Linked DNA regions of Sus scrofa: region 2 is linked to region 1. A link is a contact called in public HiChIP or PLAC-seq data. All regions are on one chromosome and are shown on one strand. Each heading gives the region's core, a stretch centred on a gene start, on an enhancer-like site or on the middle of the called end of the contact. The rest is flanking DNA. Distances are from core to core; before and after follow the strand shown. Region 1 overlaps VAV3 (guanine nucleotide exchange factor VAV3). Region 2 has its middle 380 kb from the start of VAV3.

Region 1 (4,283 bases), core at 939-3,438:
CACCATGTAAGAGACAAGAATTATCTCTATATGCCACCAACTCTAAATACTCTGACATGAAGGAATTAAAATCTGCAATCTTCCTTATAACACTCGAATCAGGAAAAAAAAAAAATGACAGCAACATCTTCTCAGATCCACCTATCAGAGTATTGACAATAAGAAGAAAAATAAACAAATGGGACCTACTCAAACTTCAAAGTTTCTGCACAGCAAAGGAAACCCTAAACAACACAAAAAGACAATCTACAGAATGGGAGAAAATCTTTGCAAATGAAGCAACTGACAAGGGATTCATCTCCAAAATTTATAAACAACTTCTGCAGCTCCATACCAAAAAAACAAACAACCCCATCAAAAACATGGGCGGAAGATTTAAACAGACAGTTCTCCAAAAAAGACATACAGATGGCCGAAAAACACTTGAAAAGATGTTCAGCATCACTCATTATTAGAGAAACGCAAATCAAAACCACGATGAGATACCACCTTACACCAGCCAGAATGGCCATCAGCCAAAAGTCTACAAACAAGAAGTGCTGGAGAGGGTGTGGAGAAAAAGGAACATAGTACACTGTTGGTGGGATTGTAAATTGGTGCAACCACTGTGGAAAGCAGTATGGAGATTCCTCAGAAAACTAAACACAGAACTACCATTTGACCCAGCAATCCTACTCCTGGGCATCTATCCAGAGAAAACCATGACTCCAAAAGACACATGTACTCCAATGTTCATTGCAGCACTATTTACAATAGCCAAGACATGGAAACAACCTAAATGTCCATCGACAGAGGAGTGGATCCAGAAGATGTGGTACATATACACAATGGAATATTACTCAGCCATCAAAAAGAACGAAATACCAGCATTTTTAGCAACAGGGATGGACCTAGAAACTATCATGCTAAGTGAAGTCAGCCATACAATGAGACACCAACATCCAATGCTTTCACTGACATGTGGAATCTGAAAAAAGGACAGACAGAACTTTGCAGAACAGATGCTGACTCACAGACATTGAAAAACTTATGGTCTCTGGAGGAGACAGTTTGGGGGGTGGGGGGATGTGCTTGGGCTGTGGGATGAAAATCCTGTGAAATCAGATTGTTATGATCATTATACAACTACAGATGTGATAAATTCATTTGAGTAATAAAAAAAAATGAAAAAAAAATGCCACCTAAAATTTAATCAGAAGTCTCCAAATTGATTTCTAAACACCCTGAACATTACAACTGTCTCATTTACCTTTTTTGTGGGGATGACAGCAGCTAGCATGATACCCTGCCCTTAATATTGGATTGAAATGAAAGACTCAAGCCACCCACACCTTTATCTGATCAGATTAGCATTCTACTAAACTACTTAAAGAAAGAATTTTCCCAAATTAAGTTTCTTTTCATTTATTCAAAGGAAAAGAATGTTTAAAACATGGACTTAGAATGTTTCAAATATCTGAAAGATTACCATATAGGGGAAAGACACATGTTCTATTTGAGTCCAAGAAGGGACATTAGGAAGAGAGACTTGAACAGACAGGTTTCAATTCATTATAAGGAAGAATTCTCTACAGTCAAAGCTAAGCCAAGTCGGAGCAAATCCTTCCAGAGGTAGTGAGTTCCTTATCACAAGAGGCATTCAAGCACAGAACTGGAAAGAAGTTGTAAAAAGGCTCAAGTGCTAAATGGCTGGAAAAGAGGCGTTTTAAACATCTTTCCTGAGTGTTTATGGGGTTATGAAACATTACGGTTTTTTAAAATCTCTGTCATTGCCCCCCCCCCGCCCCCCAACACACAGTAGATCAAAGGCACTGCTAGAAAATGTCAGAGAAACTAACACTGATTCAGCTTAATTTTATTTGCATTTAGTTGTAACCAGAGTAATATTTATTTGTTGATGGAAATTTTGATATCTATCTTTCATTCTTCCTTCTGCCTATGGCTTCTCCTCCCTTATAAGCAAGCTCAGGAATGCCAAAAATATGTCAAATAAGTATTAAATACCAGCAGCGAAAAAGGAGAGAGGTTGATCTCCGCCAGGCAATAACAGAACAAGAATACTATTTAATATTTACGAATGCTTTGTCATGCATGAAATGCTTTTGCATGTCTCTGGATCAAACAGGCTCCTGAAAGACTCCATTTTATGACAGCTGTGATTTTTCTGAGCACTGTCCCGTGTCCTACTTCCTTTTATTGCTGCCAGGAAACTGCAGTATCATATCCTATACGGACTTAACTGCCAATTTTGAAAGGTTATAGACAATACATTAGATTCGGGGAGAGCTGCACTGCTTCAACTTGGGAGATTAATGTGAATAGGTCAGGAGCACGAGGCTCAGCACAGCCTGGGGGCTGTGGATCGTGTTGGCATAGATTTCGTGTCCATAAACAAATTCTTCATATTAAAAACTGGTCATGAGAGCTTTTTAAGGAGAAAGAATAAAAGGTTGTCTTCAGAGTAAATAATTTCTCCCCAAAACCAATAAAGCACACATGTGGGGAGGCAAATACAGAGATGCTTGATGGACTGGTATTTTGGTAGTTGTGCCTGCAACGTTACCAGTTTCCAAATAGACACTGATGGGCTTTGAACACTCAGAAAATGCCAAAGCAGGTGTCATCACAGTCAAATGACACCAGCACATGCAGCTGGTCCAGGAAGGCTCACCCTGGGGCTGACTCTTGATACCAGCATGGTCTTATTTCAACCCCTTCTACTCTCTCTCGGGGTGCTCCCCAACATGGGAATTTCAGAATAAATAACGGGCATAGATGTCAATACTGGTGGGGAGAAAACATTTTAAGAGCACAAAGAGCCATCACTGATTCAAAAACTATTCTTGCTGATGTGGTTTGACTACTGAGTCAAACCACAAGCTAACCGTCTAGCTGCCACTGCCTGGATTCTTGGGATCTCGTCGTTCCCAATAAACCACAAGAAAACTTAGTGAACCCTGAGTAGCTCCAGTCTGTTATCTGAGCAGACTATTTCTGATATTCGGTGGGGCAGTACCGAATAATGCCAACTACATCAAATTCACCCAGGTGTTTTTGTTCTGGTTTTGGTGAAGGAGACCATTTTGCAGCCAAATCCTCCTGATGACTGAAACAGGAATGAGGGCTGCTAGGAAATCCATACCTGTGCCCAAAGCCACAAGGTGGCACCTGGACAGCTGGGATCTGTTAGTGGCTATACATACTCGGTACAGTCCCTGTGCAGAAACCATCACCCTGGTGCCGGAAGACAGGCTTTGCTAACGACACCACCGATTTTCTGGAAACACACCACACTCATTCGCTTACATATTATCTATGGCTGTGGTATTACTCCTTATTTATATATTTGAAAAGATCCCGACAGACCTCCCGACCAAGAAAACAAAGAAGAGGAGGGAGAGGCGGAAGTCCTATTATTCTAGTAGCAGCAGAAGTAGCAGCCCGGCAGCAGTACCTGGGGCTTGCTACGGAATTCTCTGACCTATAGCTTCCTGCAGATATTGGGGGATACCCATCTGGGCAAAAATATAAACAAAGGCAGCCTGTAAAGGTGCACAAGAGAATGTTAAACCATGCATGCCGTGAAGTCACAAACGTGCATGTCTCATCAATCAACAGCAAAACCACACTCATCAGATTTCTTAATCCTGAACTGACGGGGAACATGACGCAGCTTTATTCCTGTAAAACCCCGGGATGGCTGGGGAGGTGCTCTCTTTCTGACCCGAAGAGCCACTCCCGACAAGACAAGCAGAGCCAGGCGCCCTGGCCCCCTGCAGGGAGTGGCCCCCGGTGGGGAAAGTCACACTCCAGTGCCACTGAGGGTGTCGAGGGGACCCAGGAAATGGCGGGCCCATGGAATGAGTGTCCCTTGACCATCAGTACCGCAAATGTAGACAGTGATTGGATTTCACGTACAAAGTGGAGAAGGAATAGCGCCTCCCCGCTGCGTCTGACAGGGTGGAAACAATCAAGCAAGCCCCAAAGAATCAGGAGTGTGGACGGAGGAAGTGGGTGGCTCTGAGCACCTGAGCCCTGAGAACTGGTCTAAGTCCTATATCCTCCCCACCTCTAGAGTCGAGGAGGCCCCCAACAGCATATGAGGGCCATACTGTTCCGCAGTTTTTAGCAGAAGTACAGATTAGAGCAATATCACCCGAACGAATCTAGGTAAGGTGAAAATTACCCATCCTGCTTGGTTCTTTAAGTTCCATCCAAGCACTGAGTCAGACTTGCCAAAAAGAAACATACCTAGGAGGAGGAGGAGGAGAAGCATAATCGGG
Region 2 (4,283 bases), core at 808-3,307, 170 kb before region 1:
GCCCTTCATCCTGGGACTCCTGCCTCATGCAGTCCCTCCCCTTGAGGGTGAGCTGGTTTAGGAACTTGCTGCACCTGCAGCATATGGAAGTTTCCAGGCTAGCGGTCAAATCGGATCCTTAACCCGCTCACATCTAAGGAACAGAATAGAGCAGAAGTGATAAGCTCTGACTCTGAGAGTAAGTTATAATGAGACCATCTTTCATGCTGAGTGCCCTTGCTCTCCCTCTTGGTTGGTGCAGTTTTGGGAGAAGCCAGCTGCCATGTGTGATGCAGCCATCTAGAGGGACACATGTCAGTGAGCTTGGAAGCTGAGTCCCCCCCCTTCCCCACCTGAGCTGTGAAACAATTGCGGCGCTTACTGGCCTGATCAAAGGCTGGTGGGAGACCCTGAGCCAGAAAACCCCAAGGAACCTACTCCCTGATTCCTGACCCACAGAACCGTGGGATAATAGATGTTTGCTGTCCTCAGCCAATGAGGGCTGGACCAATTTGGTAATGTGGGAGTGGATAACTGATAGACCATCTCACCCTGTTTGATTTGTGCTTGTTTTTAAAGCGTTACTAATGTGAAAAGTTCTTACGATGATTCTTCCAAAGGCAAATATACACATAAGAGGGTTTTTTCTTTCATGTCTAAGTTCGTAATGTTTATTTTTGTATGTTAAATGGTGGCCCAAATGCACATGTTCAGACTCTGTTTATACATGTCGTCCCACTTAATCCTCATGAAAACCACTTGAAACAAGGTGCTGTCATCACCCCATTTTAAGCACACAGAGAAATTGAGGAACAAGCAGTGTAATCAACTTGCCCGAGGTCATCCAGCTAGTAAGTGGTGGAGCCACATAGACCAATGCTCAGGCTGACGACTTAACCACTAGTCAGTGCTACTGCTTGGACAAAAAATTTGATTAGAATATTGAAACAGGTCAAGTTGCCTTAAAAACTAGTTCTACTGGGGAGTTCCTATCGTGGCTCTGCGGTAACAAACCCAAGTAGGACCCATGAGGATGGGGTTCAATCCCTGGCCTCACTCATTGGGTTCAGACTCTGGTGTTGCCGTGAGCTATGGTTTGGTCACAGAGGTGGCTTGGATCCTATGTGGCTGTGGCTGGCAGCTGTAGCTCTGATTCGACCCCTAGCCTGGGAATTTCCATAAGCTGCGGGTGCAGCCCTAAAAAGCAAATGCAAACAAACTCACCAAAAACTAGTTCTAATATTGGAAAATGGATGGGGGGAGAATGCATCTGGGTGGTTGGGTCACTTCGTTGTACAGCAGAAATGGGAGGAACATTGTAAATGAACTATAGTAAAACTAGTTCTAGGGTAGAAGTTACTCAACTTCTGAAGTTTTCATGATTCAAAGATGGGATGTTACCAAGCTTTGAATTCTCAAAAGAATTAAATGAAATAAATGAGATTTTCAAAATATCTAAATGAGAAGAGACGAAGTCTAAATAATCACAGGGGGAAAAAAAAAAACAAAGCTTTTGCCTCTCTGAAGTAAGGTCATTCAAATCATTAGAAAATCTAAAAGCACTTGCTGATCAGACTCTTGAGTCATTATTAGATTTGCTGACGCATTCCAGCTCATCAGTATGTGCTGACAGCACGAGGTATGGGGATTTTGATACAGCTGCCCTGCCACCTGACCTAGGATCTCAGTAAATGTCCACAGTGTAGACAGCAGCTCCCCAGAATGAGTCTCTAGAGAAAAGCCTTAGGAGTTGTTCTGAAAAACCAGGAGCACCCATGCATGGCTGTATCATAGAGGAAGGTGGCCCTTCTCTCCGTTCAGGGCTGTGCTGCTCCAGATTCAGTGAGCTGAAGTAGGTGAAAAGACGGCCTGAGCTCTGTATGGCAAATGAAGGGAATCTGTTTCAGCACTGACAGAAGGAAAATGTGGCTAAATGCAGATCCTGTGTATTCTGCCTCCTATGTGCATGGAGCAGTAACAGCTGAAACGCACTGCCGCTGTGCCAGAGGTGGCGGTATGTCGAGGGCACATGTGGCCAAGCAGTTAATTCAGAGAGGTGGTGTCAGGACACCAGCCAAGGACTGGCCGGTCTCCAGTGTGACCACGAGCAGTTGTGGTTTCAGACGTTCAGTTATAACCATCCAGTCAGCTATTAGCGTCAGAAGTCAAAGCACATTTAGTTTTCAGTGCCCACAGGTCCCCACACAGCAGTGCTGGGGACTCATTCACCCCACAACTATTCTGACTTCCAGCAGGTGTCAGTGGACAGGTGCTAAGGACACCAGTGTGGGTATGGCAGACCCATGGTGCTGCTCCTGTGCCCTTACAGCAGTGGAATGACAGTGCAAAAAATTGTGAGCACAACTGGATACTCAACTTTTTTTTTTTTTTTGTCTTTTTGCTTTTTAGGGCCACATCCACAGCATGTGGAGATTCCCAGGCTAGGGATCTAATTGGAGCTACAGCTGCCAGCCTACACCATAGCCACAGCAACACCAGATCGGAGCCACATCTGCAGCCTACACCACAGCTCATGGCAATGCCAGATCCTTAATCCACTGAGCAAGGCCAGGGATCGAACCCACAACCTCGTGGTTCCTAGTTGGATGCATTTCCACTGCACCATGATGGGAACTCTTGGATACTCAACTTTCATAGTTCCAGTGTATTTTAAAACCTCTACATTTTTAATTGAAGTATAGTTTATGTACAACATTAATGACTGCTGTATAGCACAGTGATTCACATATATATATAACATACCCTTTTAAACATTCTTTTCTGTTACGGTTTTCATAGGTCATTGAATATAGTTCCCTGTGCTCTACAGTAGGAGCTTGTTTATCCCCTTCCTGTATGATCGCTTACATCTGTTGGCTCCATCCCTCCTCCAACCCCATCCCCCCTGGGCAACTACACGTCTGTTCTCTGTGTTTTGTAGATTATTTCATTTCTGTCCTATTTTAGATTCCACATGTGAGTGGTATGGTATTTGTCTTTCTTTTTCTGACTTCATTTGGTATATGAGCTAGTTGCATCCATGCTGCTGTGAATGGCATTATTTTACTCTTTGAATGGCTGCGTCGTATTCCATTGTGTGTATATACCACATCTTAATCCATTCTTCTGTTGATGGACACAGGTTGTTTCCATGTCTTGTTTGTTGTGAATAGTGCTGCTATGAACACAGGGGTGCCTGTATCTTTTTGAAGTGTAGTTTTATCTGAGGTGTGGGATCGTTGGCTCACAAGGTAACCCTATCCTTAGTTTGGGGCGGAACTTCCATGCTGTTTTCCAGTGGTCGTAGCAGTTGACAGTCCTGCCACTTCCAGTGGTTGTAGCAGTTGACAGTCCTGCCAACGGTGTAGGAGGTAAAACCTCTACCTCTTGATGAAGTCTTTGAAAATCCCTTACTCTGAATTGTGGGAGGAGAGACAGAATTTCACAAAACCACGGAGCTAGGATGGAAGGAAGGGAGTTCAACCAGGTAACGCTTTCATTCTCAGAGATAAAGACACGAGAGCTGTGTGAGCTTTGCCCAAAGTCCCTGGGCAGGTGAGGGGGTGTGGCTCTGCCAGCAGAGGGTGGGTTGCCTAGTCAGTCTTTCCAGAGTTCACCTTCCCTCAGGACTCAACACAGACCCAGTGTCCATGAGAGGGAGGGCATGAAGTGACTTTTGTGTTCCTTCTGTATCTGTTCTGAGGTCTCTCTCTCCATGTCTGGGTCCCTATGATTGTATTGTGTCTACAAATTCTGGAATTTTCTACCAAGCCAGTCTAGAGTGCTTGAAGAGTTGTTTTTCTCACTATTTTCCCGACTCCTTTCTAATTGATGCACCTGACTAGAGAAAGGATTCTTTTTTGAGCTCTTTTTCAGGACGCATGCATTACTTACAATAAAGATACCTTCTAAAGTCTGCCACATGTGAATGCATAACATTTCTAATCAGAGTCCAGCCAATCCCAGAAAACTAGTTTCAGTGAAAAATGAAGTGACTAATGGACTAAGTCTAAATGATTATGAGCTGGGTGAAAAATCCCATTTTCCTAGTCAAAATAATGTGGAGCTGTTAAATTCAACTTCTGAGATTGTTTGTGGGTTTGAATATTAATCTTCCTGCATGCACACCTTTTATTCCATCTGTAATTTGAATGCTCAAAATGTAATCATGTGTAAGAAACAAAGCATGAGCTCCAGTATTCAAAGGAAAAGCTGCAAGTCCATAATTTGGTTCCTAAGTATTTTAGGATCAATGTTTCTTTAGTACCTACTCTGTGTCAGGCTCTTTACTGGCATCCTTTTCA

The links. HiChIP or PLAC-seq counts read pairs in DNA pulled down with a chosen protein or histone mark.
Region 2: a contact with region 1 is called in an H3K27ac HiChIP or PLAC-seq map of skeletal muscle, with 5 times the contacts expected there. The contact joins two enhancer-like sites. A contact is called at or near these places in 2 of 47 Hi-C or Micro-C datasets (embryonic fibroblasts and skeletal muscle) and 1 of 2 datasets of contacts at active chromatin or transcription factors (skeletal muscle).

The regions. Positions count from the first base shown.
Region 1 is chr4:112,030,911-112,035,193 of Sscrofa11.1, reverse strand. All of the region lies in intron 16 of VAV3 (guanine nucleotide exchange factor VAV3), which reads right to left. Among named protein-coding and RNA genes, the nearest start is that of VAV3, 210 kb to the right of the region's middle. Within about 2 kb of position 2,188, at least 5 of the 83 cell types and tissues checked have an H3K27ac peak or open chromatin away from gene starts, as enhancers often do. A contact at or near this core is called in skeletal muscle, where this site is marked.
Region 2 is chr4:112,204,380-112,208,662 of Sscrofa11.1, reverse strand. No RefSeq gene overlaps it. Among named protein-coding and RNA genes, the nearest start is that of VAV3, 380 kb to the right of the region's middle. Within about 2 kb of position 2,057, at least 4 of the 83 cell types and tissues checked have an H3K27ac peak or open chromatin away from gene starts, as enhancers often do. A contact at or near this core is called in skeletal muscle, where this site is marked.